Regions from separate parts of the Mus musculus genome. Here regions 1, 2, 3, 4 and 5 are each linked to region 6. Evidence: chromatin contacts called from public HiChIP or PLAC-seq and promoter capture Hi-C data. All regions are on one chromosome and are shown on one strand. Each heading gives the region's core, a stretch centred on a gene start, on an enhancer-like site or on the middle of the called end of the contact. The rest is flanking DNA. Distances are from core to core; before and after follow the strand shown. Region 1 holds the start of Anapc5 (anaphase-promoting complex subunit 5). Region 2 holds the start of Camkk2 (calcium/calmodulin-dependent protein kinase kinase 2, beta). Region 3 holds the start of Setd1b (SET domain containing 1B). Region 4 holds the start of Orai1 (ORAI calcium release-activated calcium modulator 1). Region 5 holds the start of Rnf34 (ring finger protein 34). Region 6 holds the start of Zcchc8 (zinc finger, CCHC domain containing 8).

Region 1 (3,512 bases), core at 700-3,199, 900 kb before region 6:
CTTTGAACTTCTGTTCTTCCTGCCTCTAGCCCCCAAAGGCATGGGTTACAGCTGTGGACCACTATGTCTAGTTTAAAGTGCTGGGCATGGAACCCAGGCCTTGTGCACAAGAGGCAAGCACGTTACCAACAGAGCCACGCCCCTATCATCTTAGACTTAACTGCTCCCCACTCCTTGGTAATCTTCACCCAGCCCTTTGCAGAGAGAAAGTTCACCTGATCTGCACTGAATTTGCCAGCTGAGGACACGATTCTTCAATTAGCTTGTACAGCTTTGACAGTGTAATATCTGGGCCCTGTGTAAAGGAGAAAATAAGGTTAGAGATAACGGGCAAAGAGCTTCGGACTGAGAAACGACTGAAAAGAGTCATTTATCAATCATTCCAAACGAGACACATGGAATCAGGATTTTCCTGACTATGCAAAATACGAAGACATACTTCACATTTGTAGATTGGTTTTAGTCAATGGAATAATCTATTAAAAAAAAAAGGAGAAAGAAAAATGAACAGGATTTATAGGATAAGGCTCTCTTTCCTTTGTTACTCTTAACAGGCAACGCTGAGCCCGTCTCCATCAGTTAAATGGACTTAATAATCACTATCTCCTTTGTCTGTGGAAAAGTTAAGTGGGAGACTGTGAAAGGCTTTGCACACCGGGAAGCACTATACAAAGGTGGGTGCTCTAGTTCTCCTGAGTATAAACACATTTCATCGTTTTCTGAACTGGGGAAGGAAGGCTAACCCAGAAGCAGAGCCTTCTCTAGACAAGGTTTAAAATTACTCACTGGGGCCATTTTTAGAAAGTCAGTGTTTACACCACTCTAGATGTAGGTAACCCAACTCGACTTCTTGGGAAATTGTATTTGACATATACTATTTTAAGATTGCCTGTATGGCTGGGTATACAGCTCTAATCTCAGCACTCAGGAGACAAAGGCAGGGGGATCTCTTGAGTTGGAGGCCACCCTGGTCTACAGAGCGAGTTCCAAGACATCCAGGGCAACACAAAGAAACCCTGTCTTGAAAAACAAACCACGGGTTGGTGAGATGGCTCAGCGGTTAAGAGCACTGACTGCTCTTCTGAAGGTCCTGAGTTCAAATCCCAGCAACCACATGGTGACTCACAACCATCTGTAATGAAATCTGACCCCCTCTTCTGGGGTGTCTGAAGACAACTACAGTGTACTTACATATAATAAATAAACAAGTTAGAAAAAAAGAAAAACAAACCACTACAAAGTGAGTTCCAGGACAGAGAAACCCTGTCTCGAAAAACCAAAAAAAACCCAAAAACAAACAAAAAAAGACAAACAAACCAAACTAAAAGAACCTATATGTTAAAACAAAAACAAAAAAAAAAACCCTCAAAACTTATCATTTATAGGAAAAGAGTTAAACCATGCCGGTTAGCTTAGGATGAAATATCATGCAGTTGCTAGTGTTCTTTTTCAGTGACAAGATGAAGCCCCGCCCCCAGGGCCCCTCCCCCGGGGCTGGACCTTCCCTGCCCTCCAGCTCAGGGCGGGGCCCACGCGAAGCGCGCGCGCGCGTGCGGTAATGGGCGGGAAAGAGCGGGCGCCCCTCACCTGCAGCAGGGGCAGGAGCAGCTGGTTGAGCTTCCGCCGCTCCACGAGGCTGACGGCGCCCTCGCCCGTGCGGCCCATCTCGTTGAGCAGCACCAGGACGGCGATCTTATAGGGCGTCACCCAGTCCTTGATGCCAAACAAGTTGGCGTGCACTACCCCGTTGGTCATCATCGGGCTGAAGTCCTGGCTCTTCGTGGACGCCGGCAAGGACAGGCCCTCTCCAGGCCTGCCACGCGCCGCGCCCACGAGCCGCCTTTACGCCATGGCTGCAGCCGCCCGGCACCTTAACCCGCCCAAGACTGTTTCCCACAGTAGCGGGGGCCTCAGTGTCCCTCTCCCACCCCGGCGGTGCCTTCGACCAATCAAAGACCAGAAGGAAGACTGACAGCCAATCAAAACAGCCAAACCTGTAGTGAGCGGGGGTAGGGGAGGGGGTGGGACATAAATGGTGTTATGGCAAATCGGTTCCCTACAGAAACGCTCAACCAAGGCGACCAGGTTCCTAGTCGACGTGGACAGGGATCTGGGAGGAAGACGCAGGGATTTTGATCAGAGACAGCGTGAACTACAGGCCACGCGTGTATTTATTTAATTTGATCTTCCTTCTCGCCCCCATTTAATTGCATCTTTGCCTCTAGCGGTACACGAAATTGAACAAGACACCTCGCCTGTATATGTGTATACCAGGGAAGCTCTCTTAACAAAGACCTTCAGCTGAAGCGATGCTCCTCCCCTTTTGGAGAAAAAAAAAAAAAAACTTACTAAGTAGCATAAACTGGCCTTGAACTCGCGACAATAGCTGAGATGATTTGAATGATCTACCCTGCCCAAAAGACATTTTTAAATCATTGTATTTAAAAGCAATGGGATTAAATTGGCATGTTTAAATTATATTTGCATACTAGATGTGATAGCTCCCTGCCTCTTACTCCAGCAACCTGGAGGCACAGGCAGTGGCAAGCACATCTCCATAAATTCGAGGCCAACCTGGTCTATAAAGCCAGTTCCAGGCCAGCTAGGTCTGCATAGTTAAGAAGACCCTGCCTCAAAAAACTTTTTTTTCGCTAGGCAATGATGGCACACGACTTTAATCCCAGAACGTGGGAGGCAGAGACAGACAGATTTCTTTTCTGAGTTCAAGGCCAGCTTGGTCTACAGAGTGAGTTCCAGGACAGCCAGGGCTACACAGAGAAACCCTGTCTAGAAAAACAAAAACAAAAAGCATTTTTTTCACTCATATTAAATTTTTTTGATACAAGGTGTCACCATGCAGCCCTTTGTAGAACCTGCCTCTGCCTCCCTACTAGCAGTAGGGAGCCACCATGCCTGTCCTTATTCTCCTTTTGTAAGGACAAGAGCCCATGTTTTTCTTCAACATCTCACAAATGCCATTTGTAGGCAGCTACGTGTCAGTTTGCAAGTGCGATACCCATAGTGAAACAAAAGGTAAGACCACCTTCTTGTGAATGGATATCTGTATCCCACCTAAGTCACTACAAAGTCCAACATCAGGTAAATGAAGCTCTTAAAACCAACCCCCGGTCTACAGTATTTTCAGTCTGACTTTTCACAATGCCCCTTCTACTTATCTGTATTTCTCAAGACACTTAGTTCTCTAGAGCTTAAAGTATTATTATCAGGGCTGAAGAAACAGCCCGGTTGTTAAGAGCACTAGAGCACTTGCTGTTCTTGCAGAGAAATTGGGTTTGGTTCCCAGAACCCACATGGTCCATCAGTATCTTCTGGCTTCTGCGGGCACCAGACAGCCATGTGGTACAGAGATATATATGCAGGCAAAGTACTCGTACAAATAAAATAAAAATAAATAAGTATTTTAAAATAAAAATATTATCAGTGATTAGTCATTCTCAGTAGTTTTCATAGCTCTTTATTTTTTAAAGTTTTTTAAAAGATTTATTTATTTA
Region 2 (3,372 bases), core at 524-3,023, 940 kb before region 6:
CTACCCCCAGAAAGGCAAGGGAAGCCTGGCAATGTCTGTGTGATCCTGGCTAAGTTAACTAACCTCTCTGAGCCATTCAATACTAGGCACTTTAATCTCCTATTCTCAACTACGGTGACCAAAAACTCCCCACCACAAAGGATTTGGGTTAGCATCAAATGAGATGACCCAGGCAAGATAAAGTTATTTGCCACACATCAAGAACTCAATGAATGTTAATGAGGGGGTGGGAGTGTAAGCTCACTAGTTAAAGGTGGGCTTAGCCTGCTGCTGGCACTGGGTTCTATTCCTGGCATAAATGAAAAATGTAATTACGGTTATCCAAGGTAGGGGCTCATCATATGACGGGGTTTTCTTTTGTTTTTGTGTTTTGTTTTGTTTTGTGGTTTTTCGAGACAGGCTTTCTCTGTGTAGCCCTGGCTGTCCTGGAACTCACTTTGTAGACCAGGGTGGCCTCGAACTCAGAAATGCACCTGCCTCTGCCTCCCGAGTGCTGGGATTAAAAGTGTATGCCACCATGGCCCGGCATATGACATTTTTGATGAAGTGTACAGCAGTAGAGTGTACAAGGAGGGGGATCGGGCAAACTGAAGCTGCTTCTGTACACTGATAGCACGATCTATTCTGAAACCGCAGTTTCTGTGGGTTTGGGAACAGCGGCAGCCCCTGCCACTTCCAAAGAACAAAGGAGCTGTGGGGAGGCAGAGCAATCCTCCTCTAGGTCCTGTGGGGGCAGAGTCAGGAGGAGGAGTAAAAGACATCATTAATGCCCCAGGGCACCTGAAGTTTCTACTCCAGGACTGGGGGAACATCACAGAGGAGGTTGAGGAAGGTAAAAGTTGCATCTAGGGTAATGAATGCGGAGCATGACCCACCCACCCCCAGATCAGGAGGCTGTTTGCCCATGGCACCTGAGATGTCCTCCACCCCCTGCTCCATCCCCCTGCAAAGTGCCACCTCTTCATCTCCAAGTGAGAGCAGCCGGGGAGGAGGCTGACAGAGCTGTGAAAACACCCCGTTTCCCAAACTGGGCATTCAGGGGGTGGGGAGAACCCTGGCATAGCCCCGGTGATAGCGGGGCACCACCACCCCAGGGCTGTGCCAGAGGGAGCCGGCAGGCACTCTTTATGCATCGCGCGCTGCAGCCCAGAGGTAAATTTAGGTCAAAAGGATCAAGTCGGCCTGTGAGGTCGGGGTGATCAGAGGGCAGACTCGGGTCCAAGCCCCTAGGACCAGGGTCCTCCCCGTGCCTGGCAGCCTGCGGAGGTGGGACGCTCCCGCGCGCTCAGGTTCCGCACCTGTCAAGCGCCAGGGGTGGCCTAGGCCATCGCTGGGATCCGGGACCGCCCTGGCCGGCGGACCTTGGTGCGGAACTCCTGGCCGGCTCCTGCCGCCGGACCCCAAGCGCCGCCCGGCTCCGGAGGCCAGGGGGAAAGGGGGCGCAGCCCTCCACGTGGCGGGGCGCGGGGCGGCGCACGTGGGGTCCCCTCGGGGCCCGCCTCTGGGCTGTGTCTGCCGGCTCCCGCGCGCGTCCGGGACCCAAAGACCCACGGGGAGGTTGCGTCCCTCCCCCACCCACCCCCGACTCAGCCCGGCCCGCCTCGGGCCAGCTCACCTGGGCTCCGCGCCGCCGCCTCCCGCGCTCTGCGCCCCCGGCTCGGCTTGGCTCGGCTTGGCTCGGCTCGGCTCGGTCCGGTTCGGCTCTCCACGGGAGGAGCCGCCCGGGCTTCGGCTCGCGCGCGGCGCGGCGGCGCCTCGGGCTCCTTGCTGATTGGCCAAGGACCCGGCGTGGAGCGCGCGTGCCCGCCGCAGCCTCGGCCGCGCGCGCCGGGTCCCGCGGAGACTTAAGTAGCGGCGGGGCGGAGGTGGAGGCGGGAGGGGGGGTGGGGGGAAGGAGGCGACAGGAAGCGAGGCCCGACTCGCGCAGGGGCGAACAGGCCGCAAGTTTGGGAGTGGGTCTCGGTTCCTGCGAGATGCTCCACGCCGCTTTGTCCCTGAGCGTGGAGAAGTTCCCCCAAAGGCGACGGGGGAAAACCCAGGAGCCGTCTGGCGGTTCCCTCCCTGGATTTCGGGGCAACGCCCATTATGGGGAAACCCTTCCGCAGCCACCACCCCTCTGACCACTGCTGCAGGCTCGCCCTAAAATGCATCACTCACTCTGAACAGCCCAGCGAAGTTCTAGGTCTCTCCACAAGACTGACCAAACATTCTTCCCCTTTTTGACGGTTTACTTTGCTGGAGCCTTAAAATATTTAGTCTCCCAGTTGGGTAACAACGGAGAAAAAAAAGGGTATTTCAAGGGCTCGCTCACCCGGTGGCCTTGGATGTGGGGGGCCGGTGAACTCAGACTCGGATGTTCACCAGTGGCTGTCTGCATGCATGTTTCTGCCGGCAGCCAAAGGGTTGAGATGTCAAATTCACTAAGAATTCAAAGCTCTTTGTCAACTGGGTCGATTTTCAGCCCTCAATAAATTATTGCCATATTTCTAGGCTGGGCACTCACAAACAGTCCCCAGGACCGGACAAATAAACTCAATGAGCGTTCTAATGAGATGACCACCTCTGATACTGCTAAGCGCTCTTCCATTTATTTGTTAGTAGTAGCAACTGGAGCGAGACGAAGTGGAATAGTACACAATAGTTAAAAGGACTGTTAGATCTATTTGTACCCCCACAGGAAAAGGAAAACAAAAACATGTAGCGTAAGACAGCAAGCTGCAGGAGACAGTATCATGCACAGTTTGCGTGTCTTTTTAAGCCCCACTCTTGACTGACTTCCTGAGGAGACATGAACAAATGCCTATTCACCCAAAATAGGGCGCCGACAACAGATCAAAAACATCCAAGCCCAGCTTGGTGAACCAATGGGTTTATTGGGCTTACTCATCTCCAGCATGGACAGTGACCTGCCAGAAGGAGTGTCTCCTTCGTTTACCCACCCCTTTATATTCTCTAGCATCTCCCGGGGCCAGGTGCTGTTGGAGGTCTGCACAGGAGGAGAGGCGGGAGCAACTGTAATCTCAGGTGAGGGTCTAATGACTCTCCCCATTTCTTCCCTAGAGGGTGGATAATAGCCTCTCTCCAGTAAGGGACGGGTGCAGAGGCAAGCACAGATGCTCTGATTTCAAGAGGGACATGTTCTATGACCTCCACACGGTGTATGCTTATGGACACAAGCTTGTGCGAACGTCAAAGAGAATCGGTTCATGTTAGATGCATGATGGTCTGACATCAAGACGGAAGTAGGCAGCTAGAGGGGTAGCTCAGAGGTAGAGGACTTGCCTACCAGGTAGGAGGTAACGGTAAGGAAACCGGCTGGATAGCCTGGCGTGGTGGCGCACGCCTTTAATCCCAGCACTCGGGAGGCAGAGG
Region 3 (3,313 bases), core at 784-3,283, 580 kb before region 6:
TCAGTCTTTTTTTATACAAAAGGTCTTCCTTTCTCTTACCCTCCACCACCCCACACCCAGTTCGAGAAAAACAGCTGTTTTTCTTCAAATAGATCGATTTTCAAAGAGTGTACGAGCTACTGGGAAGAAATCTGAATAGCAACTATGGCTGTAAACATTTTTTTTTTTCCAAAAAGCTCGAAGCTAAAAAATCGTAGCTTTATAGAAGCAAAAACGTCTAAAAGCATTTTAACTGACTTACATCAGACAAAGACAAAGACATACATGCAGATGAAGCTTCCGAAAATTCAGGACATCTCAGGCGACAGTAACACGAGAACGGCAGTGCAGTTAAGGACAGAATGGATTGGGTACTTACAATGTAAAAGGTTTTTAGAAAATTTAACAGTAACAACAGCTCACAGTTTTTTTGTTATTGTTGCCGTTTCGCTACAACTATACATTTAAAACATTACCTTGTTAAAAAATAGAATTAATAAGATGGTCAGGCTTAAGTGTTTAATAGAGGAAACTATATTTAAAAATTTATTGTTCAGTCAAGAGAATACAGATTAAGACAGCTCCAAGCTCTCCCACCCACCCACCCGAGAAAAAAAAAAAAGGAAAAAAATTAAATATGTCATTTACTTAGGTTTTTTTGAATTCAAAACTGTTAACTGCTGACATTAATAGTGTGCTATGACCTAGTTATACAAGACAAAGATGGATTCCAAGTCATAAGGAAAAATCCAGATCTTTTTAAAAGGTCTTCATTCTTCCAAGTGTGAGTCCTTTGGCAAATGTTAAACACATTCAGGCGTCCTGAACTGGATGGTGGAGTCAAAGGAAAAGCATTCCCCATTTGCAACAAAGGAAAAACCCACTTGGCCATTTAATTCCATTGCAGAAAAATGGCTCCCTCATCTGTTGGCCTCTCCTTGGAGTCTGATGAAGGATGTTTTGAGATCAGCGTCTAATAACTCAAGCCCTATAGAAGCCGCGCGCTGATTGGCTGCCGCACCCTGCCGCCCTGCTCCAGCCAATTACCTACCCACGGCCAAATTACAAACCCCGAAAAGAGCCCCAATATGAAATACACCACCACGAAGCCCCGGCGAGGCGGCTGCTTCGCCTCGGCAGCCCGAGAAGAGAGACCGAGGGCGTCTGCAACCAGATCCACGCGAAAAGCCGGGGAAGCCTACGAGTTGAACTCACAAAATGGAAGCCGAGCGCTGATTGGCCGCCGCCACTCCCGGACCTTTAATAAAGAAAGGGGAAGGAAAATGATAAATGCAAAAAAGGGGACTCTCTGTCGCTGGTGGCTGGAGGAAGGAGGGAGGGAGAAGCATGTGTTCAAGACAATTACTGGGCGCTCCCCTCCAAAAATAAAAACAGAAAGGCAAAAAATAAAAACGAAAAAATAAAGAGAAAGAGCTATCTTCCCCGTCCAGGCGAGGGTTGTATCCTCCCAGGAATGTGAAGGCTAGTGTGGTTCCAAACCTTGGTTTCCCTTCCCCAGCACAGCTCCTGGGAGGGAGGGGGCGTGCGGGCCAAAGAGGAAGCGGGATCGGAGATACCTCGATTGCAAACTCGTTTGGGGTCGACGTCTGCCTCCCCTCCAGGCTTCTAGTAGTCATACACACGATCACCCCCCACTCGAAACCCAGCCCTTTTCGCCGAGACTCCACGCGTCCACCACCGGCCTGGGCAGTTTGGAAACAGTTTGGGAGGCCCTGGGGGCGCACACCGTGGAGTCTTCCGTAGCTGGAAGGGTAGCCCCAGCCGCGGGGGAGATAGAAGCCGTGGAGACCCCCCTCTCCCCCGTCAGCCAAGCCCCCCACCTCAGTCCCAGCAGAATAAATAAATTAAAAGGCCTTCCCCCCGGGGAAGGGGGGGGAGGCAGTGTGGGAGCGCGCGAGTGAGGGGTGGGGGGCCGCTGGGGCCCGGGGCTTTGGCGGCGCAGCTGCCGCCGCCGGGAGAGTGCCTGGGGAAGCGGCGAGGAAGGCGAGGGGAGGAGGAAGAGGAGGAGGAGGAGGAAGAGGAGGAGGGTGAGCACTCGGGTCGGGCTCCTTAGCGGTGTATTGTGGGATGTGCGGCTACTGGGAGCCGAGCCTCCGCCGCCAGCCGCCTCCCGGGCAGCAGCAGCAGCAGCAGCGGCGGCGGCAGCAGCAAGGGCAGCGGCAGCTCGGGGCCCGGCAGCCGCTAAGGCGGCGTCCCCCCCATCCCGGCCCCCGGTCCGGCCGCCCCGGCCTCGGCTCCCGCGGGGGACACCATGTACTGGCTGGCGGCGCAGGGAGGCCGGCGCCCGGCGGGGATGTAAGCGCGGCGCAGGGAAGGGAGGAGAGAGAGAGAGAGAGAGAGAGAGAGAGGCCGCGGTCAGAGGAGCCGGGCAGCCCGAGCCCCCGGCCCCCGCCCGGGCGGGCGACGCCAGGCCCTGCCGCGCGCCCCGCTCCCGAGCCGGGCCGAGCGCCACGCCGGGCGGCTGGCGGCACCATGGGCCGGAGCCCGCGTCCTCCGTGCGTCCCGGACCGCGCCAGCCCGCAGCGGGGGCCCCGGGCAGCCCCTCGCTGCCAGCCGGAGACGGTGGCCGAGCGGGCGGGCGCGTAAACCCTCCGGAAAGGGTTTATTCTCTCGCTCCATTCTTAGATTTTTTTTCCTCGGGAGGCGGGGGGGGGGGGGAGAGGCAGCGAGACAAGCTTTCGGGGCGCGCTGGTAAGGTGGGAGGGGGGTGGGGGCCAGCCGATTGGATTCTCGGGCGAATGTGTAGAAGCGTCGGAGAGGACAACAACTTGCTTGGGTTTCAGGTTGGGTTAACGGCATGGAGAACAGTCACCCCCACCACCACCACCAGCAGCCCCCGCCGCAGCCCGGCCCTTCGGGCGAGAGGAGGAACCACCATTGGAGAAGTTACAAGTTGATGATTGACCCGGCTCTGAAAAAGGGGCACCATAAACTGTACCGCTACGATGGGCAGCATTTCAGCCTGGCCGTGAGTAGCCGGCGCGCCTTCCCGCCACCCCCACCCACCCCCGGTGGAGCCCCCAGACAAGAGGCGAACGGAGGGGGACCCCTCTTCCAGCTACCTGGGCCAACTGTCAGCCAGGACTCCCTCCCCTCAGCCTGGAGTGGGACTGGTGCCTTGAGGGGGGGGGGTCTGCCCCTGCCCCTGGGGAGGGTGCCAGCCCTTCTATACTGAACCCCCTGTCTCTGCCCACAGATGTCCAGCAACCGCCCGGTGGAGATCGTGGAAGATCCCCGGGTGGTCGGAATCTGGACCAAAAACAAGGAGCTGGAGCTGTCTGTGCCCAAATTCAAGGTAGGACCCCTCCTCTCT
Region 4 (3,280 bases), core at 86-2,585, 710 kb before region 6:
CATGTGGTTGAGTGAAGGGCTGCCCTCTAGCGGTTGTACAAGAGTTTAACTCTCACACTGTTAGACCTGGAGTGCCACACCACATGCTTAGGATTTATTTGACTGGGATCTAAATTTATCATTTGTTCTTGTTTTTCCCACATGTATTCAGTCAACAAGCATTTCTTCAATGTGGAGTATGTGCCAAGAAACATTCTGAAGGCTGGGGGTTAAAGCGGTGAGACTGCTCTTAACGTGTCCTAAAGTTCCTTAGCCCAGTGCCCTCCCTACCTTACCGGTATCTCCTGAGCCCCACCCTGAACCTCCCTATTTTCCTCTTCCCTTAGGTCCTGGCGCCTATCTTGCTGGCCCAGGTCTCAGCTCAGATGAGACTCCCAAGGTGTGAACCTTTTTAGTCTGCCTCCTGCAGAATAGAAAACGCTACGGAGGGGTCTGGGAATGGCAGGCACAGGCTAATGGCAGGCACATGCTAATGGCAGTAGTCCAGAGGCTTGGGCAGATGGCTCTTTGTGAGTTCGAAGCCAGCCTGGTCTATATAACAAGTTTCAAACCAGGCAGAGCTATGTAGTCTCAAAAATAAATAAATACAAACGGGGGCTAGCATTCTAAAATTAAAATAAAAACCCTGTTACTATCCACCTTTTTTTATCTTTTTTTTTTCTGTACACATTTACAGTCTCCTGAACTATAATTGACTCGATGTTTGTGTGTCTTTTCTACAAGAGTGTTGGCTGCAAGGGTGCAGGGAATTTTGTCCCTCTTGTGTTTCGAGGCAAGGGCTCACTCCTCCTTCAAACTCATTGTTTTCCAGTCTCCTCTATGCTGGGACTCCAGGCACGCATAACATCTTCGGGATCGACTTTGTCCGTCTCAATCACAAGCCTACACCCTGCCCTCGGTGCCTGGGACCGTGTTGGCACCCAATAGACGCTCAATAACCGCTCACTGAACTCTAGTAGCCCTCCGCTTGCTCTTTTTTCCAACAGACCTTTTGCCACCTTGTTCCAAGGAGGAAATAGGCCTCAGGAGGCGCCCAGAGGTGACCTCGGATGGCCTAAGTCAAGAGCTCCGGGAGCAAAGCCACAGGAGCAGCTGCAAAGAGAAGCGAGGCCTGACAGCGTGGGGCGCTTCCAGGAAGGCGAGCCAGGGGCTGGGGGCGGAGCCGTCGGAGGCGGTGCGGGGTACGTCACTCGCACGGACACCGCCCACCGCCTTGTGGGCGGGGTGTGTTCGTGGGTGTGGCGTATGCAAATAACCTCGGGTCGCCGGCCAATCGTGGAGCTCGCGGAGGTGCCGGCTTGGGACCGGACGCCGGTCGGCACGCAGGCTCCGGTCGCGGCCGCTTGGAACTTGCGGAGCGGTTCTGCAGCCAGTGCCTCGGCCTTCGGATCCGGTGCGTCCGGCTGCGGGAGACCGGCTCGAGTGGGAGGCCGGCGGAGGTGCGGCGCGGCCCGGCCCGGCCCCGGGGCCGCAGCCTTCTCAGGCGCTCGCCGCCAGCCGCGCCTTCGCAGCGTACTCCATGCATCCGGAGCCTGCCCCGCCCCCGAGTCACAGCAATCCGGAGCTTCCCGTGAGCGGCGGCAGCAGCACTAGCGGCAGCCGCCGGAGCCGCCGCCGCAGCGGGGACGGGGAGCCCTCGGGGGCCCCACCGCTGCCGCCGCCGCCACCCGCCGTCAGCTACCCGGACTGGATCGGCCAGAGTTACTCCGAGGTGATGAGCCTCAACGAGCACTCGATGCAGGCGCTGTCCTGGCGCAAGCTCTACTTAAGCCGCGCCAAGCTCAAAGCTTCCAGCCGGACCTCGGCTCTGCTCTCCGGCTTCGCCATGGTGAGCTCGGGCCTCCCTGCCCTCCTCCCCTCTTCCTGCTTCGGCCGCTCCCGCCCGCAGCCCCGACGGGGCCCACAGTTGGGAGCGGGCTGGGCGTGCCTGGGGTGAGGGGAAGAGCTGGGGAAAGCTGTCCTAGGCGCCGGAGGGGAGCCAGAGGCTGCTGAGCTGTGAGGGCGAGGTGGACGACCAGAGATAGAGATACCCACGCGCAGGTGTTTTTAGACGGGCACCTTGTCGCGGCAAAGAGGTTAGGGTTACAAAGAATGTTGCTTTCATGAAGTTGCTATGTAAGAAGTCTGCCCTGCATGTAATCAGGGGGACAAGAAGGATGCAAAAGGTCCAGCCCACTGAGGACAGGTGTCAGGAGATGAAGATGAGCTACATTGTGGCCGCGCCTTCTCGCACACCTAAGGCCGGAAGGTATTAACAAGACTTTATCAAATATTGGAGGGGATTTCCCAATACGTTCCACCTCCCCATACTCCACTAACTCTTACTCCCTTTTACACTCCCCACCCCACCGCATTTTCCAAGAGCCTCAGCCTAGGGGTTGAGTGCCACTCCCCACCCTCATTTTCTTCTCTAGAAACTTGCCTCTGAGTCACTGGGTGTGGGGGAGGAGGGTGGGACATGTTCCCCTTGAAAGGGCTCTTGCTTGATGAAGAGGTAGGCATATTTTCCTCCCCTCAAGTCCCAAGAAGGTGGTACGAAGCCTCTGCAGGAGGCGCCCCTGGAGGCTGCAGGTTAGGCACCAGACCTTAACTCTAGGAATACCTTCAGGCTTGCCTGTCTTGGAGTTTGCCTGGAGCTGTTATTATCTTTCGATGACATCAACCTACATCAGTGGGGTCTGCCGCCCCCCCCCTTCACCATCACGGCCGCCTCCCCCCCCCCCCCCCCCCCCCCCGTGAATTAGCTAAGCCTTTGGCCTTGAGGAAGGGAGTGGTTGGCACCCTTGGTTTTCTTGGGAAGGGAGTGTTGTCTGGGTCTCTCCCTGTCGCCTGCAAACAAGTGGATCAACACAGTTGTGAGCCCGGATGCTTTAGAAGCCCACAGTGCACTAGGCCAGAGAGGAAAGGCCAGGAGGTGTGATATAAATTACCCTTCCCAGCTCTGCCACTTGCTGCTTGCCTGTATGACCTCAGGCAAATCAATCTCTCTCTCTCTCTCTCTCTCTCTCCCTCTCTCTCTCTCTCTCTCTCTCTCTCCCTCTCTACCTCTCTCCCTCTCCCCAGATCTTGATTTCTTAAATGGCAGATTAAAAAAAAAAACCTTAAAACCGACTTTAAAAAATGATGTTGGAGGAGGAGCCCTTTAAAGAGGTGAAAGTGAGTTGGCTTATAATTATAGTACTCAGGAGGCAGAGGCAGGAGGATTGCCCATGACTTCAAGACCTGTCTGTTCTACACAGCTAGTCTGGTAAACAGGACTTGAACCTGGGTCAGCCAGTGT
Region 5 (3,195 bases), core at 308-2,807, 870 kb before region 6:
GCATGCTATGGTTTGTTTTGTTTTGAGCCAGGGTCTGACGATGTAAAGTGGCTGGTCTGGAATTCAGAGACATTCACCTGCCTCTGCCATCCTGGGTTTAAAGGCCTGTGCCACTGCACCCAGCTGTATTCGTGTTCTGTCAAAAAGTTCATCTAAGCAGATGTTGAAAAAGAATAGAACAGGGGCTGGCTCAGCGGTTAAGAGCACTTGCTGTTCTTACAGAGGACTTGGGTTTGGTTTCTAACACTCACATAGTGGTTCACAACTGTAATTCAGTTGCAGGGCATCCAACATCCTCATCTGACTTCCCTGATCACTGTACACATGTGGTGCACAGATACACATGCAGGCAAAACCAGATACAAAGAATTTTAAAGTATTATTATTATTATAAGAATAGGAGTTGTCTGGGTCTTCGCTAAGGAAGAAGTAACATCTTGAGCTCTAAAATTTCAATTATTATTATTATTTTATTATTTTTTAAGACAGGGTTTCTCTGTATAGCCCTGGCTGTCCTGGAGCTCACTTTGTAGACCAGGCTGGCCTCGAACTCAGAAATCCGCCTACCTCTGCCTCCCAAGTGCTGGGACTAAAGGTGTGTGCCACCACGCCCGACCTCAAATATTATTTTGAAGTGAGAGAAAGAAATGTAGGAAAACCAACTAATTAAAGCCTTAATCCAGCAAGGCTGAAGAAATTTATACCATCTTTTGCCACTTGTTTTTCTGCCCCGACGTCAGTTTGAAGGGATCATGTGAATTCTTTGAAAGGGTTAGTTAGTACTTGGGTAAATTTGAACATTACATCAATTGGACGCAGTTGTGGTGGAACACATCTTTAATCTCAAGCACTCGGAAGGCAGAGAGGCAGGCATGATTTCTCTGAGTTCCAAGCCAGCCTGGTGTAAACTGGGAGTTCTCTGGCCAGCACAGCCAGGAAAAAATCTTGTCTAAAAAGAAAACCGCACACACACACATACGAACCGAACGACAAAGAATTGGAATTGGACAGCCTTTGGTTCTTCAGCCGTTCTCAGTACATCTTCTAAATGGCTCGCCCTAGATCGTGCTGCCCCTCTTCCTTGAGGAGATCCGAGGTTCTCCTGGTGATGAGATCTAGAACATTCGGAGAATGGGTTAAGCCCGAGAGAGGCCCTGCTCCGCAGGTTAGAATAAAAGCTTCAAACCAACAGTGTTTCCTACTTCACCACAGCTCTTTTTCTGCCTCGGGCCGAGGGAAGCTATCCACCCAAAATAGGAAGCCAATTCAGCCTGAGCGGCTTTCTCTCCGACAGACCGGGCGTCACGTCGCGTCACGCCCCGCCCCGCCCCTCTTCGCCCCGCCCCGTTTCCCTCCGCCCCTCCCCTCTCCCCTTCGCTCGCAAGACTGCGCCCGAAACCCCGCCCCTTCTTCACCATTTCATTGGCTTTGGTGATCGGGCCCCCCGAAGACCCGCTTCGGATTGGTGGGCTCCGCCCGCCGCTCGGCGTCTTCCCGGGGCGTGAGCCGAGCGTGGCCATGCCCCCTTACGTAGGGACGCTCAGTGGGTCTCGGGAGGCGCCGCATTCGCCGCCTTAGAAGGAAGGAAGATCCGTTGTGTGAGGAGGCTGCTATGGTGCTGAGTTCCCCGGTAGAGCCGACCGAGCCGAGGCGGTCGCGGCCATGAAGGTGAGGGGCTGGTGGAGCCGGGAGGCTCTCCTTGCCTCTCCCGTACGCCCAGAGCGCTTCCTGTTTTCCGTCTCAGCGGTTACCCAGAGGGGCTTCGTGAGAGACCACCACGTAGCGGGGCGCCCGGCCCGAAGTGTGTGTGGGGCCCCGACCGGTTCCAGCCGGAGAGGCCAGGCAGCAGACCCTCCCGAGCTCCCACAGCGCCCTCCGGCGTCCTGGCCGAGGAGGCGGCTAGTGGCCCTGCGGTCTCAGCCCGCTGGGCCCTGTTCCCAGGGCCCTGTGCTCTTCTCGGGGTCCCGAGCTTTTTTTTAAGCCGCAAGAGCCTCGGTGTCTCTGGCCATGGCTGTGCCCTCTGCCTCCCCCGAGTCCTTGAGCTAACCCAGACTTCGGGGGGTGCATCACGAGACAGAAGGCATAGAGAGCGCTGCGTGGTATGATGAGGCTAGGACCTGAGTGGCCCATGGGGGGTTGGGGGTGTCCTCCTTCAAGGAGTCCTTCCCGTGGGTTTAAATGTTGTGGCCGTGACCTAGAGCGCTAGACGTGTCTACATCGCCACTAGGTACGCAGCAAGTAATTTGGCAGCCTTGCTCCCAGGTGGGAGTGAGAGCGTGGGAGAATCACTGATAGAAGTTTCAGAAAAGGGCAGGTTTTGTGTGTGTGTATGTGGTGTGTGTGTGTGTGTGTGTGTGATTTTGGCCTACTTAGGGGAGATGAATTTTCTCAACCCCATCGCAGAGAGTTCTAAAGAGGCTGTGTACAGCAGTCAATTCAGGCATTGATTCATTTGCCCAAAATCAAGTCAAATGGCGTGAGTCAGAAGGTGGTGATGTCTTCCCTCACGGTGTTGTATCCATCTCGTGGAAGAAGTAAGTGTGTTGGCTTTGGGCTGCTAGATTGACGACCTTGCACAGAGTGTCAAAGATTTACTGTGGACGATTGAAGAGAGGGTCAAGTGGATAGAGAAATTCAGCAAGTGTTTTGCCCAGCACCTTCACTGCCTTAGTCAAGATGGGGTAGAGGTAATTCAAAATATAATCACCCTGTTTAAGAAAGAGTTTGCCAGTTAAAAGAAAAGAGCCCCTTAAGCATGGTGGCACAAGCCCGTGATCAGCGTTTAGGAGGTAGAGGTGGAGGATTGCTGCATGTTTGAGGCCAAGCAAGTGTTTTCGTGGAAAACCAACCAACAACAATCCCCTGAGAGATAGATCTCAAGTAGCCACATTACAAACTGCAATAATGTAAGGTGTGTGTGTGTGTGTGTAAAAAACTCTCAAGCAAGAAAAATAACCATACCTTCAGTGTTGCGTACCTGTGATCTCAGGCATTTGGGAGCTGGAGGCTGGAGTCAAGACAATTAGTTTTTCACAGGTATTCTTGGCTTTGTAGTAAGTTTGAGTCCAGCTTGCACTGCATGCGGTCCTATTTCAAAACATCAGGTCCCCTGCTGCTGGAATCCTGGCCGAAATTGGGAGTAGGTTAACTTCTTTGTTTTGAGATAGGGTTTCACTGTCAATCCCTGACTGGCCT
Region 6 (3,295 bases), core at 372-2,871:
CTACAAGGATGCTGTGACTAGAGAAGGAGAGCCAAGAGGCAGCTCGTGTGTAATTTCAAGATGTCATACCTGGGTCTTGTCAGAATGTTCAACTTTCTTTTAAGTTCTTGATGTTATTACTGGTTAAGGAATATCAGTCCTCAGGACATAACAACCAACCACTAAAACTTTCACTTTTGTTATCCAAATGACATAAATGTAAAGGAAGGCCCCGTAATCAGTACTTTGAAGGAAAAACACTGGGTACATGTTTTGCCGAGGGCAGGACAACTGGACCTGAACATTAAATAAGGTCTTCATCTCTTTGAACATATATTCTAAGACATGGTCCTGGAGTTCAGAAACAGTCTAAGAGATGAACCAAAAATTTCAGTTAGACCGCGGTGTTCCCGGAACAAGTTGAAGCAATTAAGAAAAATTTCCACGTCAAAGCATAAAGATAAATGATAAAGTTAATATAGCAAAATGTTTGCAAGAATGTGAGAGAACCCCTACGGATATGAAATACACAATCCTTTCAACTCTCTAGTATTTTATAAATTTTCATAATAAAGTGTGTCACGGAAAATGGTTTCATGAAAAAAAAATCAGACTTGAACTTCAAAAGTTGACATAACAACCATGCTCAGGGTTCAGGCTAAGTTCCAAAAGGAAAGTTACCTGAACCAAAACTACCTAAGAACGGGAAATTAACATACTAGCAAACCCACAAACGTTATAATCACGTTAATAAAGTCAAAGGGAATTTTGGCGCGTTTTTCCCGGAGCACCGGGAGGCAAGTTAGCTCAAGAAATCAAAACGATCTGGACAATTTAGCAAGTCTCTTCGCATGCTAAATCTTTAAGGTCGTCCCCCCCGCGCCCCGATTCTCCATCACAGTGGGCACTCGTAGCTTTCGTCCCTCCACAAATCATCCCACTCCCCGGCTGCGACGCCCCGCACCTTCAAACGCACAACTACACTACGACTCGTCTCTTCTCGAGCTTGGCACGCAAAGTTAGAAAACACGGTGACCTCCAAGACCGGGAGAGAAGTGTCTCCAGTGTCACAACAGTTGAGAGCAGCTTTGAGTTGGGGGGCCAGGGTGGTGTGCACTGGAGGACGCTCGCGGGGAAGGGATCGCGCGCGGGCCGCGGATGCAGCTTCTGCAACCGGACCGAGACTCCCGCCCGCCCGCCAGGTCGCGGGAGGAAGGACTTCGAATGCTAATCTTCTTGGAAATTCCGCCGTGTCCCCCGCCCGCCGCCACCCAGACCCCGAGTGCCAAGTGACACCCGGCCCATCGCGCCGGAAGGATATTCTCGGCGCGGAGCTGCTCGATGGTGGCCTCGCAGCGCCGGAGCTGCTCCTGCAGCTCCGCATCGCCCACCCCGTTCTCGTCGTCGTCGTCGTCCTCTTCCTCCTCGTCGTCCTTGAACCGGGTGTGAACGGGCTTCGGCGTCGACTCCTCTGGTGGGTCAAACGCCTCGAAGAGCTCTAGGTCGCCAAAATCCACACCGGCCGCCATCTTGGGCTGTGGGAAAGCTTGGAGGGCAGGGGGCGAAGGTTGGAGGCCAGAGCCGCTCTCCCTGGAGGCTTTTCTCCACACACAGGCCTCCAAAGCCGTCTAGGGGCGGGTCCTGGACGGAGACTACAACTCCCAGAATGCCAAGGCCGCCCTCATGCCTCTTTCCGAATGGGCCACAGAGCGTGGCATTCTGGGATATGTAGTTTCTAAGCGACGGGACTCATTGTTTGCGTTGCACACTGGGATTGCTCTTTTTAAAAAAACGGTTCTGAATGAGTTAAAACAATATGGATTGTCCCCGTTAGGCGTTTAAAGCTGAAGGAATCAAAGCCGGATACATGGCTTTGACAAAATGTGGTGCGGTTCCCCAGCGTCGAAAAGAGAAGACAGGAACTCTACCTTTGCCGTAGATAAATGTGCTCTCAGACACAAGCCACTTTATTTTGCTTGTTTCATTTGTAAATGAATGAAAAATGAAGTTATTCCACTGCCTACTCTCATGAACTCCTATCAGGGACGAAACAAACAGAAAAACCAGAAAACCCTTTATTATGTTTCTACTTTCATATGCCGCTGGATTTGAATGGATATTTTCGTCATCACATGTTAAAATCACCGGAAATTATAACCTGTAACAAATAATGTCAGGTTAGTTATGGTCTCTGTTGGAGGCCAGCTCCTGTAGCGCGTTTAGTGATCCAAGGAGGGGTTGATGATATTAATGTAAATCAGACAGACAGACACAAACACACACACACACACACACACACACACACACACACACACACACACACGGTGAAGCAAGGCTTCAACAAGCGTCAACAACTTTATTACTTCTCCCATAACTTATATCTTCCAGCAAAATCTCCCAAGTAGTACAAAGATTACAATGTGGCTACATTTTGTAAGTGAATGATTATAATAAATACACAAGCAAAAAAAAAACCCCAAAAACAAAACAAACAACCCCCCCCCCCAAACCCAGCATGTTACACCATACCTTTTACAAGATTGAAAGTCTTAGGTATTATAAGTGAAAAAAAAAATTAAATAAATTATAATAGATTAAGTGTAAGCAAGCAAGCTACTTTTTCTCAGCCAGTTCTTGTACTACCAGGCTACAATTTGCAGTTATAATGAAAAGATCAATTATTTATCTTTTAAAATAATCTTATAAAAGAGTATTTAGAATCAGAAATCTAAGCTTGTGTGTGTGTATGGTGTCTGTGTGTGTGTGCACGCATGCACACAGAGGCAAGGTTTTTCTGTGTACCCGTGGTTGACCTGGAACTTCTGTGTACCCATGGTTGTCCTGGAACTAGCTCTGTAGACCAGGCTGTCCTCAAACTCACCAGCCTCTGCCTCCCAGGTCCTGGGTTTAAAGACTTAAGCTACCACCACCTTCCTACTTTAAATCCTCAGTTGTACACCCACTCACTGATTTTTTTTTATCAAATTATATCAGGAAGATAAAGGTAAAAATAGATACAAGTAATTATCACTTGATGACCCATCCAGCCTTAGCAAGAAAGCCACATAAGCTAAGAACTAGCTCAGCTACCATTGTTCTTGTTCCCTGACCTCAAAAAAATTCCTGGTTCAACTTTCAAAAGTATACCAGTCTGGATATTAAATTGTTCCCCAAAGTCCTATATATCAAAGCAAAAACTTTTTTTTTTTTTTTAGTATTTTATTTTTATTTTATACGCATTGGTGTTTCACTTCATGTATGGCTGGATGAGGGTGTCAGGTCCCATAGAACTGGAGTTACAGATAGTTGTGAGCTG

The links. Promoter capture Hi-C pulls out the DNA fragments that hold promoters and counts their contacts. HiChIP or PLAC-seq counts read pairs in DNA pulled down with a chosen protein or histone mark.
Region 1: a contact with region 6 is called in a promoter capture Hi-C map of liver, with 3 times the contacts expected there. The contact joins the promoter of Anapc5 here to the promoter of Zcchc8 in region 6. A contact is called at or near these places in 2 of 39 promoter capture datasets (the C10 cell line and liver) and 1 of 115 datasets of contacts at active chromatin or transcription factors (large pre-B cells).
Region 2: a contact with region 6 is called in an H3K27ac HiChIP or PLAC-seq map of large pre-B cells, with 2.8 times the contacts expected there. The contact joins the promoter of Camkk2 here to the promoter of Zcchc8 in region 6. A contact is called at or near these places in 4 of 39 promoter capture datasets (cranial neural crest, liver, maxillary cranial neural crest and 1 more) and 1 of 115 datasets of contacts at active chromatin or transcription factors (large pre-B cells).
Region 3: a contact with region 6 is called in a promoter capture Hi-C map of pre-B cells, with 2.7 times the contacts expected there. The contact joins the promoter of Setd1b here to the promoter of Zcchc8 in region 6. A contact is called at or near these places in 3 of 39 promoter capture datasets (cranial neural crest, frontonasal cranial neural crest and pre-B cells) and 1 of 115 datasets of contacts at active chromatin or transcription factors (bone marrow-derived dendritic cells).
Region 4: a contact with region 6 is called in an H3K4me3 HiChIP or PLAC-seq map of bone marrow-derived macrophages, with 8 times the contacts expected there. The contact joins the promoter of Orai1 here to the promoter of Zcchc8 in region 6. A contact is called at or near these places in 2 of 39 promoter capture datasets (the C10 cell line and pre-B cells) and 1 of 115 datasets of contacts at active chromatin or transcription factors (bone marrow-derived macrophages).
Region 5: a contact with region 6 is called in a promoter capture Hi-C map of pre-B cells, with 7 times the contacts expected there. The contact joins the promoter of Rnf34 here to the promoter of Zcchc8 in region 6. A contact is called at or near these places in 4 of 39 promoter capture datasets (the 3T3-L1 cell line, cranial neural crest, liver and 1 more) and 1 of 115 datasets of contacts at active chromatin or transcription factors (astrocytes).

What each region holds. Positions count from the first base shown.
Region 1 is chr5:122,819,393-122,822,904 of GRCm38.p6, forward strand. It overlaps Anapc5 (anaphase-promoting complex subunit 5), which reads right to left and starts at 1,950. Exons shown (of 17, transcript NM_021505.3): 1 at 1,588-1,950; 2 at 216-295. The coding sequence starts at 1,758.
Region 2 is chr5:122,777,637-122,781,008 of GRCm38.p6, forward strand. Camkk2 (calcium/calmodulin-dependent protein kinase kinase 2, beta) reads right to left here and starts at 1,774. Exons shown (of 17, transcript NM_001199676.1): 1 at 1,616-1,774.
Region 3 is chr5:123,140,160-123,143,472 of GRCm38.p6, forward strand. Setd1b (SET domain containing 1B) reads left to right here and starts at 2,034. Exons shown (of 17, transcript NM_001040398.2): 1 at 2,034-2,295; 2 at 2,784-2,968; 3 at 3,197-3,295. The coding sequence starts at 2,798. It also overlaps a transcript of Rhof not described here.
Region 4 is chr5:123,013,739-123,017,018 of GRCm38.p6, forward strand. It overlaps Orai1 (ORAI calcium release-activated calcium modulator 1), which reads left to right and starts at 1,336. Exons shown (of 2, transcript NM_175423.3): 1 at 1,336-1,828. The coding sequence starts at 1,520. Gm2479 (a long non-coding RNA gene) reads right to left here and starts at 1,289. Exons shown (of 3, transcript XR_387710.4): 1 at 989-1,289.
Region 5 is chr5:122,848,631-122,851,825 of GRCm38.p6, forward strand. It overlaps Rnf34 (ring finger protein 34), which reads left to right and starts at 1,558. Exons shown (of 6, transcript NM_030564.1): 1 at 1,558-1,668. The coding sequence starts at 1,663. Gm33044 (predicted gene, 33044) reads right to left here and starts at 1,306. Exons shown (of 2, transcript NR_169045.1): 1 at 1,203-1,306; 2 at 820-1,115.
Region 6 is chr5:123,719,423-123,722,717 of GRCm38.p6, forward strand. It overlaps Zcchc8 (zinc finger, CCHC domain containing 8), which reads right to left and starts at 1,622. Exons shown (of 14, transcript NM_027494.3): 1 at 1,301-1,622; 2 at 70-112. The coding sequence starts at 1,508.